Linked DNA regions of Mus musculus: all the other regions are linked to region 2. The links are chromatin contacts, called in public Hi-C maps. All regions are on one chromosome and are shown on one strand. The core of a region is the stretch at or near the end of the contact, and the rest is flanking DNA. Distances in the headings are between cores, read along the strand shown.

What was found. A called contact is a pair of places that touch in the nucleus more often than the background predicts.
Region 1: a contact with region 2 is called in a Hi-C map of bone marrow-derived macrophages, with 12 read pairs. The contact joins two enhancer-like sites. A contact is called at or near these places in 6 of 484 Hi-C or Micro-C datasets (the HL-1 cell line, bone marrow-derived macrophages, cerebral cortex and 2 more) and 1 of 9 other capture datasets (embryonic stem cells).
Region 3: a contact with region 2 is called in a Hi-C map of bone marrow-derived macrophages, with 15 read pairs. The contact joins two enhancer-like sites. A contact is called at or near these places in 1 of 484 Hi-C or Micro-C datasets (bone marrow-derived macrophages), 1 of 115 datasets of contacts at active chromatin or transcription factors (acute myeloid leukemia) and 1 of 9 other capture datasets (embryonic stem cells).
Region 4: a contact with region 2 is called in a Hi-C map of bone marrow-derived macrophages, with 14 read pairs. The contact joins two enhancer-like sites. A contact is called at or near these places in 1 of 484 Hi-C or Micro-C datasets (bone marrow-derived macrophages) and 1 of 9 other capture datasets (embryonic stem cells).
Region 5: a contact with region 2 is called in a Hi-C map of bone marrow-derived macrophages, with 15 read pairs. The contact joins two enhancer-like sites. A contact is called at or near these places in 2 of 484 Hi-C or Micro-C datasets (bone marrow-derived macrophages and macrophages), 3 of 115 datasets of contacts at active chromatin or transcription factors (a beta-TC-6 cell line, bone marrow-derived dendritic cells and cardiomyocytes) and 1 of 9 other capture datasets (embryonic stem cells).

Annotation. Positions count from the first base shown.
Region 1 is chr8:127,708,154-127,710,964 of GRCm38.p6, forward strand. No RefSeq gene overlaps it. Among named protein-coding and RNA genes, the nearest start is that of Gm32532, 19 kb to the left of the region's middle. Within about 2 kb of position 1,463, at least 10 of the 459 cell types and tissues checked have an H3K27ac peak or open chromatin away from gene starts, as enhancers often do. A contact at or near this core is called in bone marrow-derived macrophages, where this site is marked.
Region 2 is chr8:128,504,799-128,507,498 of GRCm38.p6, forward strand. It overlaps Nrp1 (neuropilin 1), which reads left to right. Exons shown (of 17, transcript NM_008737.2): 17 at 1-678. Among named protein-coding and RNA genes, the nearest start is that of Gm32643, 13 kb to the left of the region's middle. Within about 2 kb of position 1,328, at least 53 of the 459 cell types and tissues checked have an H3K27ac peak or open chromatin away from gene starts, as enhancers often do. A contact at or near this core is called in bone marrow-derived macrophages, where this site is marked.
Region 3 is chr8:127,778,961-127,781,660 of GRCm38.p6, forward strand. No RefSeq gene overlaps it. Among named protein-coding and RNA genes, the nearest start is that of Gm32590, 25 kb to the right of the region's middle. Within about 2 kb of position 1,356, at least 9 of the 459 cell types and tissues checked have an H3K27ac peak or open chromatin away from gene starts, as enhancers often do. A contact at or near this core is called in bone marrow-derived macrophages, where this site is marked.
Region 4 is chr8:127,937,976-127,940,756 of GRCm38.p6, forward strand. No RefSeq gene overlaps it. Among named protein-coding and RNA genes, the nearest start is that of Gm32590, 130 kb to the left of the region's middle. Within about 2 kb of position 1,481, at least 28 of the 459 cell types and tissues checked have an H3K27ac peak or open chromatin away from gene starts, as enhancers often do. A contact at or near this core is called in bone marrow-derived macrophages, where this site is marked.
Region 5 is chr8:127,851,125-127,853,824 of GRCm38.p6, forward strand. No RefSeq gene overlaps it. Among named protein-coding and RNA genes, the nearest start is that of Gm32590, 47 kb to the left of the region's middle. Within about 2 kb of position 1,252, at least 3 of the 459 cell types and tissues checked have an H3K27ac peak or open chromatin away from gene starts, as enhancers often do. A contact at or near this core is called in bone marrow-derived macrophages, where this site is marked.

The DNA of each region.
Region 1 (2,811 bases), core at 213-2,712, 800 kb before region 2:
ATGATTTTGTGGCTGCGCAGCCCCTGGCGTTTATGTAGAAACGGCCCCGCCTTTCCTGATGCATCTACCTATTTATTTTGTCAGTTTGCTTTTGTAGCTCCAGCTGGGCTTCAACTTACTGTGAATTCAAGGGTAATCTTGAACTGACTCTTCTGCCTGTACCTCCTGAGTGCAGATACTACAGGCATGCTCCATTATGTTCAGCTTCACAAAGTGCTGGGGATGGAACCCAGAGCTTTGTGAATGGAACCCAGAGCTTTGTGAATGGCAGATCCGTGCTTTACACACTTAGCTACAATTCCTAGCCCTAAACAACAATTTCTAAAGCCAAACATTCTAATTAATATCAACCAAAGTTGCTCTAATTTTGTATCTAATTGCTGAGGAATTATAGGAAAATATTAAAAGCTTTTGGTTTTATAATTATACAATTATATTTCTCTAAGAGGTGAAAACTGTATTTATACATTGAAAATGCTGCAATCTATAACCCATAATAGTCTGAAAATCTGATCGGACTCATTTTGGGGCATTTGCTGCTGTTTCAAGGTAGCATGACAAATATGATGTAGGTTGTGTGTTCTGCAAACAAAACTGCACGGTACTGACGTGGCTTAGGGAAATGCTGGCAGCAACACCTCCGATTAGAGTTTGGATTAATTTTAGTTGTTGTATATTAGGAAATATTTTACTGTGACCACCATGTTCAGGCCTACAGACAAAGAGGCAAAGAAAGAGACACCTAAATGGTAGATGGGTAATAGGTGGGTGACTGAATAAATGCTAAGTGGATGAATACACAGGTAAGTGAAACAACACATGTATGTTTACATGTACAGATGGGTAGACTGGTGGATGGTGGACAGGTAATGAATGGGTAGATAAGATAGACAATAAAGATTACATGGGTCACAATGAAGTGACTCACGCACCATGGACATTAAGAAGTCCCATAGTGTTAGACTTAAGATGCAGTCAATCAAGGGCTCCAAATTCAAGGCTCAAGTATGAGTCTGAAGAATAAAGGCCCAAAATTCCAGCTTAAAGGCCATCAGGTAGAAAAAAGCAATTCCTCCATGGTCAGGTTTTTGTTCTTCTTTCTAGTTAGACCTTCAGTGGATTAGTCAAGGCCCCTCACATTCAGAGGGGCAACCTGTTTTCCATCATTCTGCTGATTCAAATGCTAATCTCATAGAGAAATCTCTGACAGACATACCCAGAATAGCATTGACCAAATGTCTGAGTACCCTACGGCCAAGTCATGTGGACATACGGACTCTCCATCCATCACAGAGATTAGATACCTGTCAAGGGAGGCTTGAATTTGCCGATCGATAGCAAGATGATGGCTGATGTTATCCAAATCCATGATTTTTTATTGTAGCTGTTACTGTTCAGCAAATACCATGCTTTCTTCAACGTCCCATGTAAGGGTTTGTTCCTCTTCTTGTGGAGCCCAGCTTGAGGTTATGACTCAGGATCCTGAAACCAAGAACATGACCATTGGGTGGGGATACTGTCCACCATCAGTCCCGTCACGGATGCCACAGAAGCCACAGATTGGAGAGGTGAGGAGCAGATTTCACATTTTCTTTTTAATCCTTCCTTTAAAATTGTACCTTATTTTATGTAGCAGTCTTTGGGCTGTTAAGTGGGCCAATTAATCTCATTTGAACATTTTATTCAATACAATTACTTAGCAATTGAATTGTGGTCTACCAAAATCCCCATTACTTTAAAAGGCACTTAGAATGAGAATCAAGACTCCCTGGCTTTCATGACTTCCGTGCCCTTCCGTGTCCTAACAGTCCATCTAAGTATTGCCAGCTTCCTTGGAACTTCAGGACCTGAAGTCTCAGCAAGCTTAACTAGCCCAGTTTATTAAGATAGGCTTTCCATACTTTTCATGGACAGGGTGTGGTCCCTCTCTTTCTTTCTGGCTCTGAGACCTTAGCAACAAGGCTCAGATTGCATCTTACAGCTGATTGCAGATTCTCCAAGTCAGTCAAGCACTTAGTATTGAGTTATCACCCAAGCCTGACTCCTGGAAATAGGCATTGATCCTGTCCTTAAATGTGGCACTTTCTGTTCACCCTGTTTTCCAGGGTGCTGGGCTTCAATAACATAGAGGTGTCCTCCTTACTCAGCTCTGGGCTATGACCTGTGAAGCTTACTACACAGTCCTAAGAAACCACAGCTAATATCTGCAAGCCCAGTTCTGGTGATGATCTCTTTCAGAATCAACGCTGGTGAAGGTCTCCGAAAGCTATCAATGCAACTTTATGAAAGGATGAATGTAAACAATAATCACTATTTAAAAATATTTTACAAGCATGTTTTCTTTGGACAAAATTGTTTGGTTAATTATTGAAGTGAAAGTAGAAAGTAGAGGATTTAACCTCTTGTTCTCATAGTGTCAACTTCCATTTCAGACAGACAGATAAACTTGTGCTTTAGCCTCCATGGGGTGCCTTCTGCTGTCATAGCAGGATTATGCAAAAACATCTAACATCAAGCCCCCTCTGCCCACCCTACCCCCCATGCACACAGTACTTTCTACAGCATGGCCACACAGCAGTATTTGTCCTCTGGAAATGTAGCATTATTTTACCACTTTTGAAATGCTGGCTGGAGATAGGATGCACTCCCTCAGAATAGTAATGTTAATAGTCAGTAATATATAGAGTATGTATATATATATATATATATATATATATATATATATATATATATGTAATAGTGATATTCAGATAGTAATGGGCAATAATGCTCTGTTCTAATCTCCCACCTTCACCTTGGTGCACCTGTCAA
Region 2 (2,700 bases), core at 78-2,577:
CTGCTTCCTGGACAAATGTTTTTTGTTCACCCTGGTTTAATGGGATTGAGAATGTCTTTTTTCCAGGAAAGTATTGATCACTAAAATAAAGAATATGTTTTTATTCCCAGAGGCATCAATTCACTTGTTATAATCATACTGGGGGGAAAGCATTAAGTAAGACTTTGTTTGTAAGACAACAAACTTGACCAGTGTCCTCAGCCAAGGAAAAATGATACTGCAACTTTAAATTTTAAAGTACCTTGCACTGATAAATATATTTAAAAGTTATATGTTTATAAAGTTATTAATTTGTAAAGGCAGTGTTACAAAATGTTCAGTTTATATTGTTTTAGATTGTTTCGTAATTTTTAAAGGTGTAAAATAACATATTTTTTCTTTATTGAAATCTATAAGACTTTCCGTAGTAAGATGTCTCATTTTCTGGTATATTATTGCTTCATGTTTTGTACCCTCATAAAATTTTGTGCAAATTTTTTTTACAGAAATTTTTATTTTCTATGATGATATGTATGACACTTGTAAATTGTTTCAAAATGAACAGCGAAGCCTTAACTTGAAATGACATTTGTATTCTCTGAGTAGCATAAAAACCACCTAGAATGAACTGTAACTTAATCTCGAAACTACACATTCCAAAGAAGCAGTTGAATTAAACGTTTTCATAAAAATCCCAAACCTGATGGCTATTATTCCATTAGCTCTGTTCTTATTAAAGATGTTGGGGTTTAGCCCACTTTCTAGTACCTTCTAATATTTAAATTATCTTTTCAAAAATAACCTTACACTAGGCAGAGAACAAGGAGACCCTTTCCAACAGTAGGAATCTGAAAGCAGGGCTTCAGAGCTGAAAGAGGCAGAATTGGCCTCCAAGTGAACATTTTTTCCACCCAAATTATATCAGTTTTTATATCTGTGTGGTGAAGTTGATTTGTGATATTACCGGTTACTACTGGTGAGCTTTGCTTCTGTAAGAAGCAGGTAGGGAATGTATACGTTTACATACTAATTATATATTAAATATAGGGGAAAGGGGAAACAGCATCGTGTTACAGCTGTCTATTTGGTAAACCTTGGGGAAATGAAATGCCTATTCCTTTGGGGAGCAAAACAATAGAAAAAATTATGACATGACACCCCTCCCCTCAAAAAGGACAAAAAGTGTGGGGCCAGAACATGTTAAATGGTTCCTTTAGAAAGCTTGTCACAACAAACTTACCCCTCCCCCACCAACTCCAATGGCAGAAAACCCCAGGCCTAAGAGCTCTGGAACATGGGGCAGTACCATACTGCTTGGGGCAGTGAGTCATGTTTTCTCTACTTCCTCCTTTCTTGGCTACTGAAACCACATCCCAGGACTTAATCAAGGGTACAGAAAACTCCCTACTCTCTGTGTGTGTTTTTAGATCTTTACCTAGAAAGGAGACAAAACCAGGTACTCACTTTACTGAAATTAAATTCTACTGACATTCAAGGACATTTCCAGAAAACATGATGCATCCAACCAAGCTGTCTATCAGAATTAATCTAGATATATTTTCTTTATTTTACTTTCTTGTTGTTTGGTTTTTTTGTTTTTTTGTTTTTTGAGGCAGCTGGCTCATGTAGCCCAGGCTAGCCTCATACTCACTCTGCAACCTTGAATTTCTGATCCTCCTGCTTCCACCTCAGAGGTGATAACACTTGTATGCCAAGTTTAGAGTGTTAAAAATAGGACTTCATGCATTTTAGGTAAGCATTTTGCCAACCTAGTAGCAGCCCCAGCCCCAGCCCCAGCCCCAGCCCCAGCCCCAGCCCCAGCCCCAGCCCCAGCCCCAGCCCCAGCCCCAGCCCCAGCCCCAGCCCCCTAGACATAGTTCTAGGGCAATGCAGGGACTACTTGAGGCTTCAAACATGGAAGCTTACACTCTTTTCTTCTCCCCAGTTGGTAGTTTGATTAAACATTTCTTTTTGTTCAATAAATCATTGTATAATACTCTCCAAATTTGTGAGTTAAAACATCATAAAGATGGAAACATTTAATTTAAACATGAAAATTATTTACCGTCCTCTTTCCCATGTGTCTTGGTAACTTATTGCCACACTGAGGCTGAACAAACTATCTGTGCAAATCAAAGACATTGCCTAGTGTTTCCAGTTTGTATTTCTGCTTCCCAGTCCAAATTATAAGGCTCTGTACTTCATTAAAGAGCAGTTCTGGCAAAAATGAGATTTTTTTTCCCTCCTAAAGTTTATGTACTTAGGAATCTTAAGCAACTCAGCAACTGAGAAACCTGAATGAAAGAGCCCTCAACAGAAGTCAAACTTGGCATCGAGGCCTGTGAGCCAGGAGGCTTCTTACCACCCAGTGACACATGAAAACATCAAACCAACAGCCCCCATGGAGGAGGGGTTCAGAGGAGGAAGGGAAAGAGTAGAGGGACTCCCATGATGTTATAGGTTTCTTTTTAATTGAGAACGCTAGGCTTTTTTTTTTCTTTTCTTTCCTTTTCTTTTCTTTTCTTTTCTTTTCTTTCCTTTCCTTTCCCTTTCCCTCTTTCTTTCTTTCTTTCTTTCTTTCTTTCTTTCTTTCTTTCTTTCTTCCTTTTTTTTTTGAGGCAAGGTCTCATGTATCCCTGACTGGCTTTGAATTAGCTATGTAAACAAGAATGACAGTGAACATCTAATCTTTTCACCTTCCCAGTGCTCCAAGCCCCAGCC
Region 3 (2,700 bases), core at 106-2,605, 730 kb before region 2:
GTTAGCCATTAAGCACGGAGCTAAATAGTTCATTTTCTTCCACGAGACAGAATAAGATCACTTGGAGGAACATTTGGTATTGAAATCACAATAGCTAAAATGCCACGGAGCTTTAAAAAAAATTAAGTTTTCAGAATTGATTATAATATTTCTAAAGAGATTCTTTACCTTCTCACAAAATCAAACTTTGCACTTGGACTTGTCAGGCATCGGCTTTTAGAGAAACCTGTTTTTATGGCTCTGTCTGATTAATGGAAGGAGTCCCTTTCTTCACTGTAATAAAAACCAGGCTGTCTTACAGTGAGTGCCCTTCGAAACAGAAATCAAGAGATGATTTGAGCAGAATATTAACGCTGCTCTTTTAGACTTCTGGGTTTTATCCTATTTTAATAAACTAATTTAAAGCTGATCTCTCTAAAACACAATCTACATTTGTGGAAATGTGAGTGTTTATCACAGGGTTTGATGGTGATCTCCTGACACTCTATTCAGGGAAAGCAGAGGGAAGGCAGGCAGCAACCATAGTCTTTTGTGCACTGTGTGTGCTTGAATGAGCCAGATGGATGCGTGATTAGATGAATTTGGGTTTCTCAGTCATTTTATTGCAGCTATTGTTATACTTTACAATTCATGGGCCATAATTTTTAATTCAAGAACAGAGCGGATCTCATCTTTGGGATAGCTTCTCGGTATCCACTGATGAGGTCTTTTAGAATAAGGCCATGATCCCAGAAAACAAGGGTTTCTTTTATTATGCATTGGTTTGATTTAACCACACCCAACAGGAAATCTTAACACTTCTGTTAATTAGGGTGTTTCCTGGGCAGCTCTGAGGCCCCAAAGCTCAGCAGGCATCAGAATTACTTTAATACCTTCCCCCTTTAAAATCCCCTTGTGAGCCAGGAGCCTGAGCTGCACTGTGGAAGTTCATCAGCTTACTCTGATAGAACTGTTCCTCTCCATTATTCCTCAACCTTTTGTGCAAGAACCATTCCCCTTCATCACTCCCCTTTCTCACAACATTTTGATTTCTCTCACACACTACAAAAATCCCCACCACACTTTGTTGTGTGAGCTTTGCCCCATGACTTCCATGTAGCACACCTTCAACCTCATTTCTATGTAGTTGAGCTTGGCTATAAGACAGGGTGCATGCAAATGAAAAGGAGAGAAAGGACCAGAGAATTGGAGGTGTGGTGAGGTCTGATAAGAACCCATGAGTCAGTTTCTTCAATGATGCAGCCATCATATGTTGCCTATGCGCTTATAAGTAAACCTTGACACACACTACAAAGCAACCCCAATTAAACTTATTGAATCATGCACACACAAAGGCATGGAAGCTGAAGTTGAAAGTTGGGAAGAGGAAGAGGGTCATTGAGAACAGAAGAATGATGTCATAATGAAACTCAAGAGCCAAGACAGTTAGGCGGGTGTCTTAGGGTTTTACTGCTGTGAATAGACACCATGACCAAGGCAAGTCTTATAAAAAACAGCATTTAATTGGGGCTGGCTTACAGGTTCAGAGGTTCAGTCCATTATCATCAAGGCAGGAGCATGGCAATATCCAGGCAGGCATGGCACAGGCAGAGCTGAGAGTTTTACATCTTCATCCAAAGGCTGCTAGTGGAAGACTGACTTCCAGGCAGCTAGGATGAGGGTCTTAAAGCCCACGCTCACAGAGACAGACGTACTCCAACAATGTCACACCTCCAAATAGTGCTACTCCCTGAGGCAAGCATATTGAAGCCATGAGCGTGGGTAAACCTACCAAGCTGACAAACATGATCTGAATTGAGTCACTGAGACTTACATGGAGGAAGCAGAGAAGTGACTTCCACAAATTGACTTCCTGACCTCCATACTCATGGTACTTCACATGTGCATACCCCTCCACACACACACACACAAGTAAAAGAAGAGGAAGAGAAAGAAGAAGGGTGAGGAGAAGGGAAAGGAGGAGGAGGAGGAGGAGGAGGAGGAGGAGGAGGAGGAGGAAAAAAAGGAGAAAAAGGAGGAGCAGTTGTGCTTTAGCTAAGGGGAAAACTAAGTTTCTGAGGTTAAAGATCTTCTATGACTCACAGAATAATCCCAATAAACTTCAGCTGACTGATACCCTCACCTTACAATGTAGTGATTATGAAGAATCCATCTCCAGGAAGTTGAATTTGACTGGCCCAAGGCCAGACAGCCAGTAAGGAAGGGATCCAGGAACTGAACAGAAGGAAGTTGGCCCTGGCAGCTGTGGTCACCATCATCTGTGCTCTACATTTACACCCAAACCATTCATTTTTGCCTGACAGCTCTCTTCCCCTGGGCCAATCTGCTGGAAATTCCCAGTGCTAACCACGTGCATGAGTGTTTTTTAAGTCATCCTTCTTGTGGGTCCTTGGGTGATATCACTTAATTTTTGATATTTTAAGAACTCTTTAGAAATCACATCTAAAATGCAGATTTGAGCTGGAGATGTAGCTTAGAATGTTTGATCAGCATGTGGAGTAGACCTAAATTTCATCCTCAGAACCATAGAAACTGAGTGCGGTACCCTTATAATCCCTACAGTCTGGAGGTAGAGGCAGGAAGGCCAGAAGTTCACCTCATCTTTGGCTACATCAATAGTTCCAGGCCAGCATAGCATATATGAGATGCTCTCTCAAAAGTGAAGAGAAATACAGATTTCCATTCTCAATACCTGAGAGA
Region 4 (2,781 bases), core at 231-2,730, 570 kb before region 2:
GGATGATGGTCCCCCTGATCCATCCAATTGTTTTGGGACAAGGTCTCTGATTAGTTTATAACTTGACAACTAGGGTAGGGTGGCTGGCCAGAAAGACCTAGGGGGTCTGGATATTTTTGCCTCTTGTCTTAGGGTTTTACTGCTGTGAACAGACACTGTGACCAAGGCAACTCTTATAAAGGACAACATTAATTGGGGCTAGCTTACAGGTTCAGAGGTTCAGTCTAGTATCATCAAGGTAGGAACATGGCAGCATCCAAGCAGGCATGATGTAGGAGGAGCTGAGAGTTCTACATCTTCATCTGAAGGCTGCTAGCAGAATACTCAGTCCCAGGCAGCTAGGACAAGGTATTAAAGCCCACAAAATACCACTCTCTGGGCCAAGCATATACAAACCATCACACCTCCCCATGATGAGATTATAAGTGAAGCCGTCACTCCTGGATTTTGACATAGATTCTAGGTATTGAATTCAGGTTCTCCTGCTTGTAAGATAAACACTTTACCAACTGAGCGGTTGGTACTCCATTTTATATCCAAAATGTCTCCCTTAAATGAAGCAACATAGCTAACTTACATCCAAGCAAAACTCGGATCCAGAAACAGTTTAGCTGAATCCTACGCCAGATGCTGCCTCATATGCAAGAGAGCCTACAAAATTAGCCTGGGGACCCAGGATTAGGGACTGGGGATATGGATCTTGTAGATGGGATATGTACTTGAATGCAATTTGGTCTAAAAGCCCAACAGCTTTGGAGCCCATACTGTCAGATGGTCCAGAGGCACATTTTTAGTCTATTGACATCCCCCTGAGGGTGAAGAGATGGAACTCACAGCTTATAGTGCCCTACAAACAACTGGTATACTTGGCCAGAGAGGGGGCACTTAATCCTCTGTATGGTGCCAGGGGCTCCTGACCAAGTTGTAGCTAAAGCGGGACACAGCAGCACCAGGAAGCTCTCTTTCAGAAGCAGTCAGGTGGTCATGGAGACAAAGAGAATGCTTCAGACAGAAAAAAACTGACTTCAACGGATGTTGCAGGCTTATGGGAAAACCAAAAGAGTCAGTTTTCAAGACAGCTCCTCAAGTTCCTATGGAGAAACATCAGTATCTTTACTGCCTGTGGAATTGTGAAATAAATGTGCCTGGGAGTATGTGCACATACTGACATTCCTGGAGAGGAGGCGATGTTGACACCCATGGTTTCAGGAGAGGTTGGGGTTCCTATCCCTTTTTGACTCATCTGACATCAGTGAGCTGCAGATCCTTTAAAAAGTCACATTCCTTTTGAAAGAAAGCATTTCTTCCTTTCACCTTTCATAGGCAGCTCTCCTGGGGTTATCCCAGTGGGTATTTTAGTGTTGATAACACTGACAAGACAGGGAGGCCAGGAGACTCTTTACAGTCACACGCATGAGGAAACACTCAGTGCCTGGCACTTGGACCTTCCCCATTTTCTGACAATTACTAACCACACTGGTTACCCCGCACCTTCGGTTCCCATTGTTCTAAGTGACAGAAGCAAGCTGGCTGCCAGCATATCATCTGTGTCAATAACAGGCACAGAAACGCTACTTCTCTTTCTGCAGTGTGCTGTCTGCAAAACATAAAAGATAGTAGTGAGGTACCCAAGCAAATTGTCCTCCCAAACTCATTTAAATATGTTTCCCCTCATATATGCAAAACTCAGATGAATATTTACAACATCCAGGAATAGGTACCCTAGGAAAGGAAGAAAGGAACCACCCAAGCCAACCCTGCAAGCCTAATCATTCTTAAATTCTCCCCAAACAAATTGGTCTAGCTGCCGTTGCCCAGCAACGGTCCCACTGTAGGATTCTGTGCCTTGGTACATGGGAGGTGGAGCTGTCCTTTCTGCTCAGAATGTGAGCAATTGCAACAACAACAGAGATGGAAAGTTAAGACTCGGGAGGTTAAAAGTCAGGGTCAGAGGTTCAGGTTGCTCTGACCTTAAAATCAATTTCAAGCACTATTTATGGGATCTTTCTGTGTTCCACAGTTTGATGTGAGTCTTACAACAAACTGCCTAATCAGACCTCAGGGATGCTGGGAGTCTGGGGTTTCAGAGTGTCAGGTCAATTCTTCCCCGGTAGTGTACTATCACCTATGAATGAGGCAGCTCATTATGTAGGCTTTTGAGGCATCTGGGCTGCAACGTCGGAAGTCTGTAGTTGCTAGGGTTTCTATGCAATGGAGCAGCCCTCCACACAGCCGGCTCTGTGCCTTCAACTGCTCGCTCATGCAGTATAAGACCATTAGAGAAAGCCTACTTGTGCAACAGCATCTCTTCCAAGGTGTTCTTCACAAAAAATCCATCTTTTAACAGATATTATAGGAAGGCAACAGATAGATGATCTCAGAAAGCAGCACATATCCAAAGTCACTCATCCCCAGAGTCACGGAAGTAAAGAGGGGATGCTATTGAACATCCAGGCTAAAAGAAGACCCAAGTGTTTCCAAAACTCTTGAGACCTTTTGAATACTTCTAATTTTATCTGCTTTACTTTCTCTCTCTCTCTCTCTCTCTCTCTCTCTCTCTCTCTCTCTCTCTCTCTCTCTCTCTCTCTCTCTCTGTGTGTGTGTGTGTGTGTGTGTGTGTATAGGTAGGTATATCTGTGTGCATGCATGTGGAGGCCAGAGGTCAACATCATGTCTTTCTCAAACACTCATCTGCTTATTCTTTGAGACAGCTTCTCTCACTTAACCTGGGGATACTGATTCAGCTAGATTAGTTGGCTACTGAGCTCTAGGAATCTACCA
Region 5 (2,700 bases), core at 2-2,501, 650 kb before region 2:
CGAGAGTGAAGGAAAAAGCGAGGCCCAGTGTAATTTAGCTGAAGAAATCCTAGCCTCATTCTCTGGGGCTCCAAGCAGTTGGGTGTATCTAGTACTTTCAACTGGCTTGGATTTAGAGGGTATTATTTTTGGGAAAGGGAAGCTCTGAGGAAAAAGGCTGAGTGGGTCAGCAGAGCTGGTCACCTAAATGGTGAAATATTGGATGCTGATCTCAAAGTCCCTGACATAAGGCAAGCAGGAAGTCACATGCTTTGATGTCTATTACTCACACTAATATTGTTTTTGAGATAAAATTACATCAGTTAGACCCAAAACAGAAGAACTCAAAAGAAATCCTCCTAAAGAGATGAATTAAACAATATTGAAGGCAACTCCAGGGAAGCCAGGCTAGCAAGGGTCTTAAAGGACTGACTCTTGTCTTGAGTGTCCAGGGTGGAAGGTTGTAATGCGACCCACACTCAGAGAGGCAAGAGACACTGCTTTGATAAAGCCTTAGAACAGTGGTTCTCAACCTGAGGGTCATGACACCTTTGGGGTTGCATATCAAATATTAACATTATGATTCATAACAGTAGCAAAATTATAGCTATAAAGTGGCAGTGAAATAATTTTATGAGCAGGGAACAGAACGAATTAAGCATTAAGAAGTTTGAGAACCATTGTCTTAGAAGAATGGGGAACCCCAAAAGGGACATAAGAAGAGAATATGTCTTGATAAATATTTTCAAGATCTTTACATTACTAAAGTATGAAGTGGCCTATCCCTGCCCATATCCCCCAACTTTTGGGGCTCTGGGTCAAGTGCTAAGGGTGAGGTGTCAGTGAAAATGGAGAAACAAAAGTGTCAAGAGATACCAGTTCATTTGGATTCATTCATAGCACACAGGACAGTGAGGTAGCAGGGATATGGCAGGGCTGATGGATGCAGGAGGGCACAGCGACTGATTTTCTCATTGGTCCCCTTCACTTCCCCAAGCTAATGTTTCCTTGAGACTGATGCTTTTCTTCTAGTTATCCTGCTGGTGTGATTCATAGGCAGTACCGTGCTCTCCCATCTCTACAAGCTCTTATCTTCTTCCCAAGCTGCTAGTACTGTAACGTTTTTGCTGGGAAATTGACTATTAATATGGAAGGATTTAGTAACAGCAAGAAGAGAAAGAGACAGTTGAACACTTACTTAGCCTCTGTGATCATTAAATTGGTTACAGTAGTACAGCAGAGGTTCAATACAGGAACCATGGGATGGCCCAGGCCTTTTGAGGAACTGAATAGGCTTGGCTTGGAGAAGTGGACAGAACATCTTGTGTGTGTTTATGTGGAGGCCAGAGGTCAAACTTAGGTATCATTCTTCAGGAGCTTGCTTCTTGAGACAGGAATGCTCTGACTCAGTTAGACTGACTAGCCTGAGAGTCCCAGTGACCTGGGACTGTCTCTACCTGCTCAGCAATTGAATTGTGTGTGTGCCACCAAAATGCAGCTTTTACACAGGAGTTTTTGGAATTGCATTTAGTCTTTGTGTTTGTTTGGCAAGTGGTTTTTCAACTGAGCATTTTTTTCAATTTTAATGTTTTATTTCTTACTGCTTTGTTGAACTTAGTTGGTCTATTTTTTTTCTATGGAACCTTCAGGAATTTCTGCATGTAAGATACATCATCTTTGATCATATTTTACTATTTGAATGCATCTTCTTTTCTTTTCTTTTCTTTTCTTTTCTTTTCTTTTCTTTTCTTTTCCTCTCTTTTCTTTCTTTTTTTTTATTGGTTATTTTATTTATTTACATTTCAAATGTTATCCCCTTTCCCTGTTTCTCCTTCACAAACCCCCAACCCATCCCTCCTCCCCCTGCTTCTATGAGGGTGCCCCCCCCACTCCCACCTCATTGCCCTAGCATTCCCTTACACTGGGGCATAAAGCCTTCACAGGACCAAGGGCCTCCCCTCCCATTCCCTGGGAGCTCTGGGAGCAGGGGTCTGGTTGGTTGATATTGTTGTTCTTCCTATGGGGTTACAAACTCCTTCAGCTCCTTCAGTCCTTCCCTAACTTCTCCACTAGAGTTCCCGTGCTCAGTCTGATGGTTGATTTTGTGCATCCCCATCTGTATTTTAACCCAGAATTGCTCCTGTCTAAAGGAAATGCAGGGAAAAAGAGTGGAACAGAGACTGAAGGTTACGGCAGAGCCATTCTGGAGACAGCTATATCAGGCTCTTCTTGGTATCAGCAACCACTTATTGATATCAGCAATTGTGCCTGGGTTTGGTGTCTGCATATGGGATGGATCCACAGGTGGGGCAGTCTCTAGATGGCCTTTCCTTCAGTCTCTGTTCCACTCTTTTTCCCTGCATTTCCTTTAGACAGGAGCAATTCTGGGTTAAAATTTTGGAGATGGGTGGGTGACCCCATCCCCTCAACCGGGGCCATGTCTAACCTCAGGATATGGTCCCTACAGGTTCTTTTTTTCCCCTTTGTTGGATATTTCAGCTAATCTCATCCCCATTGGATCCTGTGAGCCTCTTGCTTTCCTGGCATCTGAGACTTTCTAATGGCTACCCCCAGTTCCCCATCCCCCATTGCTACGTCTGTTCAATTTCCTGACCCTCTGTATGTTATCCCTGTCTCCTCCCATACCTTTTTCCCCACCCCTTCTCTTTTCCTCCCAAGTCCCCCCTCCCCCCATCCTCTACCTCCCATGACTATTTTGTT